Regions from separate parts of the Sus scrofa genome. Here region 2 is linked to region 1. The links are chromatin contacts, called in public HiChIP or PLAC-seq maps. All regions are on one chromosome and are shown on one strand. The core of a region is the stretch at or near the end of the contact, and the rest is flanking DNA. Distances in the headings are between cores, read along the strand shown. Region 1 overlaps FAM174A (membrane protein FAM174A). Region 2 holds the start of ST8SIA4 (ST8 alpha-N-acetyl-neuraminide alpha-2,8-sialyltransferase 4).

Region 1 (5,486 bases), core at 1,106-3,605:
ATTAGACAAAACTTTAAAGTGGTGTATCACAATCACCTCTGCTAATGAAGGCCAGATGGACACCATGTGTCTCCAGATACAATATCCTGAGAAGGATGTAGAAAGATCTATGTAGAATTTCTGCCATACCCTGAATGTAATTGTGAGGAAATATCAGAACATCACTTAAACATAAAATGTGAGGAATGCATTCTTCTGTATCTGTATTATGAGAGGCAAACAGAGAACACAAGAGAACAAATAAAATGTTAAAGACGGGTAATTTTAGATAAAAACTTTGGGATATCCTTTATACTACTATTTTTATTCCTGTAACTTTTCTGCACATTTGAAATTATTTCCAAAAAGGTTTTTTAAGTAACACATGAATATATGCTCTTTGAAGAAAAAAAATCAAACAACAGAGATAAATAGAAGGAAAAGTGAAAGTGAAAATGAAAATGAACCATCAACCCCTCAATCTCAGGATTATTTTTTTTAACTTTTTGTTTCTGTTGCTTTAATGTGTCCCAAGCACACAGGCCAGTGCCAGGCATTAAATAGTTGCTATATAAATCAGCTACCTCATCATTCAATTATTGGATGAATGAATGAATGAATAGGTAAGTTCAGGTAACAACTGGCAGTTCTCCCTACTTTATTTTGACAATAGTATGTTAAAGTTTGTTCTAAGATTTTTTTTTTAGTAAATGGTGTAATACTAAAAAACGCAAGATGATTTGATTATCAGTATCACTGATAATCATCATCATCTTCACCCCGAGACTTGCTTCTCTGTTGTGATTACCATTTCTCTCTCTTTTTTTTATAGTTTAGTTTTTCTTAATTTACTATTTAATTTTTTTTATCATTTATATAAAATACATATGTATTTTCTACTGTACAGCATGGTAAAACCCAGTTACACTTATATGTATACATTCTTTTTTCTCACATTACATGTTCCATCATAAGTGACTACACAGAGTTCCCAGTGCTACACAGCAGGATCCCAGCCAAGGGGGAAAGGGAGGGAGTGGGAGGGACTGGGAGCTTGGGGTAAATAGATGTAGAATGTTGCTATCTCTCTCTTTTTCATCTTCCAAACATAATACCTAAATCTCGTGGTAATAGCTTTCAAAGTCTTTTGAATAATCTACTCCTGTCTATTTCTCTTCCTGTCACCTAGTACAGGCCATCCCATGGAGGTGCATCATCTAACTGGTCTTCCCAGTCTTCCTCCTTATCTTACTCTCCTCCAATTTATGCACATTAATCTTCAAAACACAGCTTTGATTATTTGCCTTAAAAATATCCAAGTGGCTTTTTGTAACCGGTCAAATAATTTCTAACTGATTAACATGGATCACAATTTGGCTTCTGATTCTATGTTTAGCCTTACCCATAATTCCCCCTTTGGCATTAAAAGTTCAAAAATCATTCATTCACCCATTTATATCACACATATTAATATAATAATTAATATCTATTTAACGTCGTTTAGTGTTTGCAATACACTATATTTTCTTTTTCTTCTGGTACTCGGTGTCTCCAGATCTGTAACTCCCACCCCTATTTCCACCTTTCATTTAGCTAATTTTTAGTCATGTGTTAAGTCTCAATTTACATGTTGCTTCCAGTAGGCTTTTTGGAACCATCCATTTCCAATTAAGCATCTTGTGCCCCAACTGTATGTTCTCATCCCACCCTATTTTTATTTGTTCTCTGTTTAGATAACTTTGATTAATGTTTAGCTCCTAAAGAAATGCAAGATTCATGAAAAGCAGGGAATAAGAGAGGGATAAGTATGAGACAAAGGTCTGATGAGACAGGATACAAATAAAAGATGGCTACAGGTAATTCTATCTCATGGTAATTGTCCCCCCCTTCTCTATCCTCTCCTACCTTCCCTAGTTCTGTCCCTGTTCATCTCTCTTAGGCCACTTGTCCCATAACTATAAAAGGTATCCTTCTACAACACAGATCTGATTATCTGATTACATTCATTCCAATCAAATACCATCACTAGTTATCTAATTACAGCAAGGTAGTACCAAACTCTTTGAAAGATTATATAACTTTTATATTTCCCTCAAAACAACAACAAACAAACAACAACAAGCCAAACAAATGAACCTTGAACATCTCTGTGACTTGACACAGCTGACCCTCGTGTACAGTGACTTGCGTATATAAATATACATGCACACACAACAGGCTGCATTCCAGACATTCTGCTGCTCATATTCCCTCAACAAACTACCATCTTTACAACTACTAAACTCTGAGTAGTTTCTACTGACATAGCAACCTTTGTCTTTGGTCGAGCATACTTGAAGTAGATGAAATGGGGTCCAGATTCAGTTCCTCTTTGGAAACAACTCAATTTCCTAAGTCAACAACTTCCTTTTTGGTCTCCTTTTCTGTGTAGAAGAGGGACCTCATATGCATCTAGCTTTTTACTTTTATTTATTTATATATTTTTGTTGTTTTAGGCCCACATCTGTGGCATATGGAAATTCTCAGGCTAGGGTTCAAATTGGAGCTGTAGCCGCTGGCCTACACCACAGCTCACGGCAACACTGGATCCTTAACCAGGATCCTCATTGTTACTAGTTGGGTTCATTACTGCTGAGCCATGATGGGAACTCCCACATTTAGCTTTTAAAAAACTACAGATATGACACTTTTCAATACTATAAAAACTTTACAGAAAATTAAAAGAAAATAATTGTATAAAATGTGAGGCTCCACCCCCTATGCCATTCAATGAGCACCTTCTGTAGGACGAGCCTGAGATGAGAGAAATGACCAGTTATTCCTTCAGTCAGTGTCAGTTCCCAATTGTTACAATTATTCTTACTTTCATTCTAGTGTGTAAAGATAAGTATTACACACAGTGGCTACTAAATGCATGCCAGCAACCTCATCTGGTCACATCTAAAGAAGCAGTTAACACCTGACAATATTAGACTCAGTGGAGATTGTACAATACTTAGTAGAAAATTTAAGGGCTTTTAGGGGGTATATTTTAATGTTCTAAAAAAATTTAGAATTTTCTAAATAAATACATTCTAATGAATTTTATTCATGTTTATTTTCATTAGCAGACTAAATCCCTAATGAACAAATATAGCTGTTTTCTTCATGATTATATGTCTAGTTTCTAATATTATTTTAACTGCACAATTCACATTTCATGACTGAATTACCAGCAACTAAAAGCCTCTATCTGTCATACAATTTAATAGTCTGATTTTTGTTGAGCTTTCTTAACCCCCATATTTCTGTGCTCTGTGTATTTATACCTGATTCTGGACTGCAGTTTTGCTTCACCCAAATAAGTCCTCCTCTTTTAAAACATAGAGTGGAATCTTTTCCTATTGAGTAGAATATTTCCTCCTTTTCTCATTCCATTTGCAATGAAATAAGTCTATATCTATGTAGTTTTGTTTATTCAAATCTCTTAGGAAAGATCTTAACACTCAGTGAGAACAGATCTGAGAATAGACTTTATGGCCACACTATCACAACACAGACTATTAGTTGCACAATTTTGTCACAATTTGTAAACACCATGTACAAACAGAATAACCCAGACTAAAATCAAAATATTTTCAGAATGCGAAAAGAAAATCAAATTTTCTAATATTTCTTTTTCTCTCTCTCTCACACACACACAGTTAATACATATTATCAGTATGTAGCAGTTAAAAGGACAAAGCTCTGCAAGATCTACAATAAAGATTTTTTGGGGGTGTGATATTCTATTCTTTATATCTATTTTAGGAAAACAATGCAAATGGGAGCTATTGGTTGCGTAGCACAAAGAACTTCATTAAACAGAATGAATAAAATAGTTTAGGATAAAAATTGTTGAATGAAATTCTACTTTATTTTTTCAATTTACTTGTCAAATTCCCTCCTGATTTATGGAATTAAATTGCTTAACCCTTACCTTCGAGGATGATTGGCATCAAACAGTGTGTTATCATCATCCTCATCATCTTGTTCTAAAGGTGTCAATTCCATGTTTTCTATGTTAGTGTCCAGAACTCCATATCTCCTAGTCTTTCGGTTTCTTCTTCTCATTCTAGTAAACAGAACATATTAATGAATAAAAATTATTGCATGGTATAGATTATCTTTATTTTATATTTATTCATAAAGTAAAAATAAATTATCCCTCTTTCTGACATCAGAAACATTCAATGTCATAATAGTTCCATTTTAGAAATGTAACAGATTTACCACCTAGGATTATTTATTAAATAAAACTAACTCCTTTAAGTTTGTGTGCCATCATCATTTCTTCTATTTGACATACTTTCTTCTCTGTCAGCTTATAATATTGACAGATAACCCCTAAAGTCTTAGTTCTGATACCATATTTTTACTGAAGCCTTCTATTCCACCCTTAATTGTTAATCTGTATATCTATCAAGGTGTCTCATGATTTAGAGCCCTATCTTTTTCTCTCTCAAGTAACTTGTTCTTTTCCTTCATATAATTTACCCAGTCAGCACTTATATGTATTATGTATATGTTCATTTGAGTGTTCACATTTTCCTGTCTCTCCCACTAAGTTCCATGAGGAGAAAAACCCTGTGTGTCTTGTTCACCGTATTACTACTTGGTAGCACACAGTCTGATGAAGATGTACCCAAGTGACATCACATTCTATTTCAGTGATCCTAACTGACCCTGATATCAATGCCTCATTTGCCTCCAATGCAACACACAGAAAAATATGTTTTATACAAGTATCTACGGGGATTTAAAAACAAAATAGAAGATACTTCAGCAAGTAATAACAAATAGGTTTACCTAAATTCTGATTCACTCTATGAGGTAATAAGTATGATAAGGGATACTACTACTACAGCACTAAACACAGAGCAATACGAGCCTCTGTAATATATACTATATGTGTGACAAATACAGACACACACATTTGAGTCTTATTAAGCATCAGGCATTGTGCTAGCTTCTGGGTATGAAGTATCTAGCCTAGTGATCCAAATTTAGAAAATATTACTAACCCTCAGCAAAAAAAACAGATAATTTCTACTAATCACTGCCTATACATCTATCTACTTATCTATATGCCCATCCAAAGATGGAAGAAGAGGAAACAGATGTGTAAGTATAGAATTTAAAGCTACAAATAAAAGCAATGGGAGAGTGAATACTAATATAACTAGCAAAAATGAGGTAGAATTGGTGACAGTAGGAAGTATAAGGTAGTCTTTTTTATAGGGTGAGAAATTACATGTGTTTAGGTTGTTAACTTTACGAGTATATATACATGTGTGCATGTTTCTGTGTATGTGTGTGCATGCTCAAACGCACACGTACCTCACAGAGACCAGATTTCTAATTTTTTCCTATAAAGGACCAGATAGTAAATATTTTACACACTGTCAATTACAGTCTCTGTCACACATTCATTTAAATTTTTTTGGTTGTCATTTTGATTTTTTACAACCAACTCTTTAAAAATGTAA
Region 2 (5,950 bases), core at 119-2,618, 280 kb before region 1:
GGAGCCTCACCCTTACATTACTGGCTCAGGGAGGTGTAAACCTCAGGGGTCCACAGCTGCAGACACTGCTCAACCTGAAGGAACAAGTGATGTAATTTAGAGAATCTCTGTGAGGAAGGGGGAGGCAGAGAACTTGGGACCTGCTCAAATTGATGGGGGAAACTCCTGGCTTCCAGGCATTATTTCTCCTGAGCGGTGCCTCCATCAGCTCAGAGGTAAAAGTCAAACCAGGACTGGTACAACCCAGTGCAGCAAGCACTCTGGGTGAGGAGAGTGAGGACCATAGACATGGAGAGGTATTCTGATCAAGACTCTAAGACTGGGAAAGTGTCCCTCCCATTAAATACAGTAGAGGTAAAAAATAAAAACCAACCAACTAAGCAAACAGAAACAGGAGAGGGAAGAAGAGAGTGAGAATCAGATTAAAGACACATTGAGACTTTGTAGAACAGCTTGCTCCTCCTTCTTTCCTTCTTTCTTCCCTCCCTCCTTCCTTCCTGAGTATAGGTGTACTTGGGTTTAAAAACATGGTCCTGCTTTTCTCAGAATCCTCTCTCTCTTCAGTGAAGTTTAAGTAGGGTTGGAGTTTCCTTGACTCCTGAGTGAGGAGTTTCCAAATGGCAATGAATGAGAGTCACATAAATATCCACAAAGTTCCTAATGACACCTCTGTTATCACTTGTTTCCTGCAAGATTCTGAGTCGGGTGGTCATCCACCACCCACACCGAGTGGGCGATCGACTAATCCGCTCATGTGTGTATTTGTACTTTCCAGATTAAGCTGTGCACGGAATATAAAACGTTCTCCAACTCCTCCCCCCTCCCTCCCCCATTCATTCTACTTGGGAGGGCGCGCATTTGCGTGTGTGCACGCGCCTGTTTGTGCGAGTGTGTGTATATTTAGCAAAGACGCGTGGAAGAAGCTACACCTCTTGCTACCCACTCCAAGCTCTATCTGAGCAGGACGCGTCTCTGATCTGTCACCAGCAGAGGTATCCTCTCCACGCTGGTGCGGACGGACTATCTCGGTGCTTCCTTGTGCACAGAGCTAACGCTTTGGTGTCCCGAGAGAGCGACCTGACTTCCTCCTACTGCTCTTCCCACGGTATGCGAGTCCTGATGCGTGCGAGTGTGTGTGTGTGTATACACACGACTGTGAGCTTGTGAGCTTCCTCTCCCAGCACAGTGCAGACAGCGCCAGCGACGTTACTCTCCTAGCAGCAGCCAGCAACGCAAGGCAGCAGCAGCCTCCGCCCCCTCAGTCCCGTGATTGGCTGGTTTTGCTCATCATTTCCCTGCTAGAAAAAGGGAAGGGCCAGTGACGCCCCCGAACCCAGCTGCAGAAGCGGCCGCCACCTCCCATGCACAAGGTGTCTCTTCGGAAAAGAAACCTGAGCCCCAGGGAGGCGGCGCGGAGCGACCGGGGCAGGGCTGGCGGGAACCGCGAGGGAGTGCGCTGGGCACTGCTCGAGGACCAGCGGGAGCTCGGCTGGGCTGCAGAGGACCCTCGAGACCTGCCCCTGAGATCCCGGCTCCACGCTCTCCTCGCGTTTTACAGATTCCCCTTCCCCGTGACTACATCTCCCCAAAACGGAGCCTTTATATGAAGAGAAGGTGAGGGAGCTGGGGCAACCAGGACTTTCCCGGGCACCCAAGATGCGCTCCATTAGGAAGAGGTGGACGATCTGCACGATAAGTCTGCTCCTGATCTTTTATAAGACAAAAGAAATAGCAAGAACTGAGGAGCACCAGGAGACGCAACTCATCGGGTAAATGCAAAGCTTCATTTTAGGATATGTCAAAAAGTCAAGCCATAAATGAAATGTGAATATAGACGATAGAGTGAGGGTTGGGGTATTATGTGCGTTGGGGTCAGCTTCTGAATGTTTAGTCTCATGAATTAAATAACAAAGGCTGTGGTTGAGGTGTGTATGCTCTCTACGTGGGTTCCCAGTATGAGTTCAACTTGCCCTGTGCGGCGATAGTGACGGTTGTATTGGTGCTGCCAGGGCTCATAAGCCCAAGTCATTGCAGAAGTGTCAACAAAGAACGGGTGTCCTTGCCCTTTTAATCCCAAGGCAAAACTCAATCGAGATGTCTTTATTCACCATCTGATTGTCCTTCCTTCTTTCCTGCCCCATCACGGTAGGGAGATAACTAGAAAAAGCTGGCTTCCTGAAAGGCTGAAGTTAATTAAAGCCCAGAAAGCAGGAAATGTGTCTCTGTTTCTTTACAATTCTTTGGCGTTGGGTAGATCTGTGTATCATAATTCGAATTAGAAACTCCGACACAAGCAACCATACTTCCTTATTTGCTCTCCGTGGGTAAAACGCATGGGCGTCATGGTTACAGTTTTGGAAACTGGGAACTGTAGCTTCACACAGACTATATTTCTGCTCTTTCTTTAGTTTGTCTAGATGAGTTCAGACTCTTCCTCCACCTCAGTAAGTTCTCTAAATATCACACTTCCTTCCTCCCTCCCTTTGGCCTCTGTATCTTTGAAGTTTACCCAGGAGGTGGCTGTAACTCTGTGTTGCTTACATAGCTTGGAAGCGTTTTCTGAGGATGTGAACCCGGTTGTCAACTCTGTACAAAGTCCTGTTTCGGAAATCCTCCCTCATCCCGAGGCGTCCGCTATCGCCATCAGAAACTGCACGCTGGCAAAGATGACATTTATGAAAACGGGGATAGAACCCTTGCCATTGTGTTCTGGGGCGTGGGGGTGGGCAGAGGACTGCCAAAACGTGTGTGCGCGTACACACACACACACACACACACACAAACTTCAGGCACTCCATTTCTTAATATTCCTGCTCCTCCCTGAGTAATGAGAATTTAGGTGAGCAAGACTCTTAGCTCATCCTTACAGAAGAAATTGTTATTTTATAGATTAAGTTAAGACAATCGAAAGGGACTGGAAGAGAATGAAGAAGGTAATACGGTATGGGCTGGTTGATTGGTATGCATCAACAAATCTCTAAATGGTCTATTTTCGAGGGAAAATGCCAAACTGTATGAGGTCGTTAACACAGGGAGTGGGTGGGTTGAGAATTCAGCTTAGCTCGATTGTCAGAAAAGAAGGACTCTGGGTGGGGGAGTGGGCATACCCGGTAGATCTGTGCTTCCCAGGCAGACAAAGGGGTCTTTAGGAAGGTGGTGATCCGGCGCGTGGGGGAGAGGCGGAGGTTGGGGCGCGGGGGTCGAGGTTCTTTGTTCCCTTCTGGGCTAGTGGGCTCCTAAGATAAGCGCGAGCCAGGACAAAGCGGCCAAGCCTCGCCAGGACTCTTAGGTTCCGGCCCTTGGCTGGCAACCCTGGAGAGCGAGAGTGGGCGGGACGAGAGAGGCGAGAGGAGGCGCCACATGCGGCCGAGCTTCCCTAAACCGCTGGCCGGGAGGAGGAACGCACCCCCAGTCCTCCGGGGGAATTAACAGACTGGGATGCTCCCCATTTCCTGGGTAACAATTCTTCTGTGGCCTTTCCTGGACGCCAGCCGGCCGGTGGGCGCTGCCCCGGGCGTGGAGGAAGGAGGCGGGGCGCGGCAGCGATCGGGCTAGCCCGGCTAGGTTCCTCGCACCCTTTTCGGGCTGAACCAGCTTTTCCTTCTCTGAGATTGCGCGCGGCGGACGCGAGAGTTCATCAAACAGAAAGAGAGGTGCGCGAGGGGCTACCCCCTGCTCCGGAGAGGTGGCCCACAGGGTGGAAGAATGAGTGAGGAGACGGGGGAAGCCTTTATTGCAGGAATCAGGGCCCTTTTCAAATAATAACCCTACTAACTTTTACTGCTCAGTCTGCAACCGGGCTCCTCCTCCATAATTAAAACCCGCAATTACGGCCATGCGGGGCAAGGCGGAGAAGCGGCTGCCGGCGTCGCGCGCCCCCTGGGTGCCCCGCAGAGTCCTGGCTGCTGTGGCCACCGCCGGATCTTGCCTGGGACTGGGGAGTTGCTGCTGCCGGGGGCAACGTGAGGACACTTGGTCCGTCCCCTGCCCTCAGATGAAGCATTGAGAGAAGCTTGTAATACCAGTTTATGATTTCGTTTCAACTCCCGAATAGTGCTTCTGGTGGAGGAATTGACTCATCAAACGATCGTCTTCTCAGCGACTCTCTTTCTGCCATAGCCACACGTGGAGGGGCTTGTTTTGAGATGAGTAAACTAGAGTGGCAGTTTGGCCCCAAGAACCCAGGCCAGTAATCGGCAGTGAGGTAACCGGCAGTCTCTGACCTTTGGGGGGCACTGCGTGCCTTGTGACTGGGCAGTAGATTCTGTTAAGGGGCCGCCTTCCCTAGTCCTTGCATCTTACAGCATCTCCCTAGATTCATATTTAACTTCTGGCTACCATTTGCAGTAGGCAGGCAGTTTCTTCAACTATGCGACCTCTCTCCTTATTTAACACTGGAGGTCCAGGCTAGAGTCAGTAGAACAGAGTTCTTATCTCCACCATTGAGCAGTCATTCAACACGGAAGGAAAAAAAAAGAACAACACAACTTTCCGACCAATTATCCACAATCTCATTTCTCTAGAGGAATACTAACGGCATGTTTTTTTGTTTTTTTTTTGTTTTTTTTTTAAATAAAGAATTACTGGAGAATAGTAATAGGTCAAGTAATTATTGGACGTTTAAAATTATTTCCTTTGAAGCAAACCTATTAATTAGATTGACTAATCTGTTTGGTTAATAAATTTTAACTCAAAGGTCAGTGGGGCTATAAAGTGGTCTATTCATAGCTGATATTTTTTTCTTAATGGAAAGAATGGCACTTGCCTCACCACTGGCCTGTATTTTTAACTGGCTCTGTGTGGGCATAATTAGAATTGTATTAATTTAAGAGTCCTTCAGATAACCTATAGATAAAAATATGTGGGTATTCTCATGTAATGAAATAATGTCTGTGAAAGTGTAACATAAACTTTAATATCATATAGACATTTGCTTTGTTATTCCTTAAAACTTGCCACATACTCTTTTCATGGTTGACCATAAATGAGTCTTCAACTTACTTTTCTTATCATCTGGAGATCTTTTTTAATTTGACTGTGTACTTCGGTTGTCTCACTAGATGATCACCAGTATTAGTTCTGAAACTTATGATAGAATTGACAGTGGAGATAAGCACTCATACTTAAGAGTATTTCATTGTCAGCAGTTAGTTCCAGTTTGTTCTAAGGTAGAATCCACTCTTGAAACTCAGGAAACCAGAATCTGTATGTTATTTCATAGGTGAAATTTGGAATTCTACTAAAAGCCATAGGCAGTAAAGGTAGTACATCTCATCTTTATTTTTAGTTGTTTGGCACTTAGATAATGAAACACGAAATTGCCTGCTGTTTGTGTTCTAGCTCAGGTTGATGTAAGTTCTTTTCATTTAAATGACTTCAATTTTTATATTAAAGAGGAAATTTAACCTAAGGGAACACTTACATTCCCAAGCCAAGTCAAGAAGAGTTTGCAGTAGGGTTGAATGCTGGGCTTTGGGGGACCTGATTCATGAAACAAAACTAATCATATATGTTATATACTGCAGAATTAATAGAAGAAATTTAGTGATGACTTGCAACTCATTTCAAAGGGAAAAATACATGTGAAGACTAGTAACATAACTGCTGATTATATACTGCAGAATTAATAGAAGAAATTTAGTGATGACTTGCAACTCATTTCAAAGGGAAAAATATATGTGAAGACTAGTAACATAACTGCTGATTAGCTTCACATAGATGACCACTTAAGTGGGGTTTTTCCTAGTTCCACACAAGGAGCAATAATTTATATATTGCTATATGCTGCATTATTTATTTTATATGTGCTGTAATTTTTCCTTTAGAAATATGTATTGAATCTTCCTGTGCCTATAGTCTCATGCCAGAAATGTTTTTCAGTGCAGCTGTTGAGCAGTCCTGTCTGATCTGGAATGAGAAACTGGTAGGCGGTGGCAACATCCTTCATGCC

The links. HiChIP or PLAC-seq counts read pairs in DNA pulled down with a chosen protein or histone mark.
Region 2: a contact with region 1 is called in an H3K27ac HiChIP or PLAC-seq map of alveolar macrophages. The contact joins the promoter of ST8SIA4 here to the enhancer-like site in region 1. A contact is called at or near these places in 1 of 5 promoter capture datasets (liver), 4 of 47 Hi-C or Micro-C datasets (blood, embryonic fibroblasts, fetal skeletal muscle and 1 more) and 2 of 2 datasets of contacts at active chromatin or transcription factors (alveolar macrophages and skeletal muscle).

The regions. Positions count from the first base shown.
Region 1 is chr2:106,566,905-106,572,390 of Sscrofa11.1, reverse strand. FAM174A (membrane protein FAM174A) reads right to left here. Exons shown (of 3, transcript XM_003123804.4): 2 at 3,938-4,072. Among named protein-coding and RNA genes, the nearest start is that of FAM174A, 14 kb to the right of the region's middle. Within about 2 kb of position 2,355, at least 6 of the 83 cell types and tissues checked have an H3K27ac peak or open chromatin away from gene starts, as enhancers often do. A contact at or near this core is called in alveolar macrophages, where this site is marked.
Region 2 is chr2:106,841,224-106,847,173 of Sscrofa11.1, reverse strand. It overlaps ST8SIA4 (ST8 alpha-N-acetyl-neuraminide alpha-2,8-sialyltransferase 4), which reads left to right and starts at 1,368. Exons shown (of 13, transcript NM_001037322.1): 1 at 1,368-1,769. The coding sequence starts at 1,657.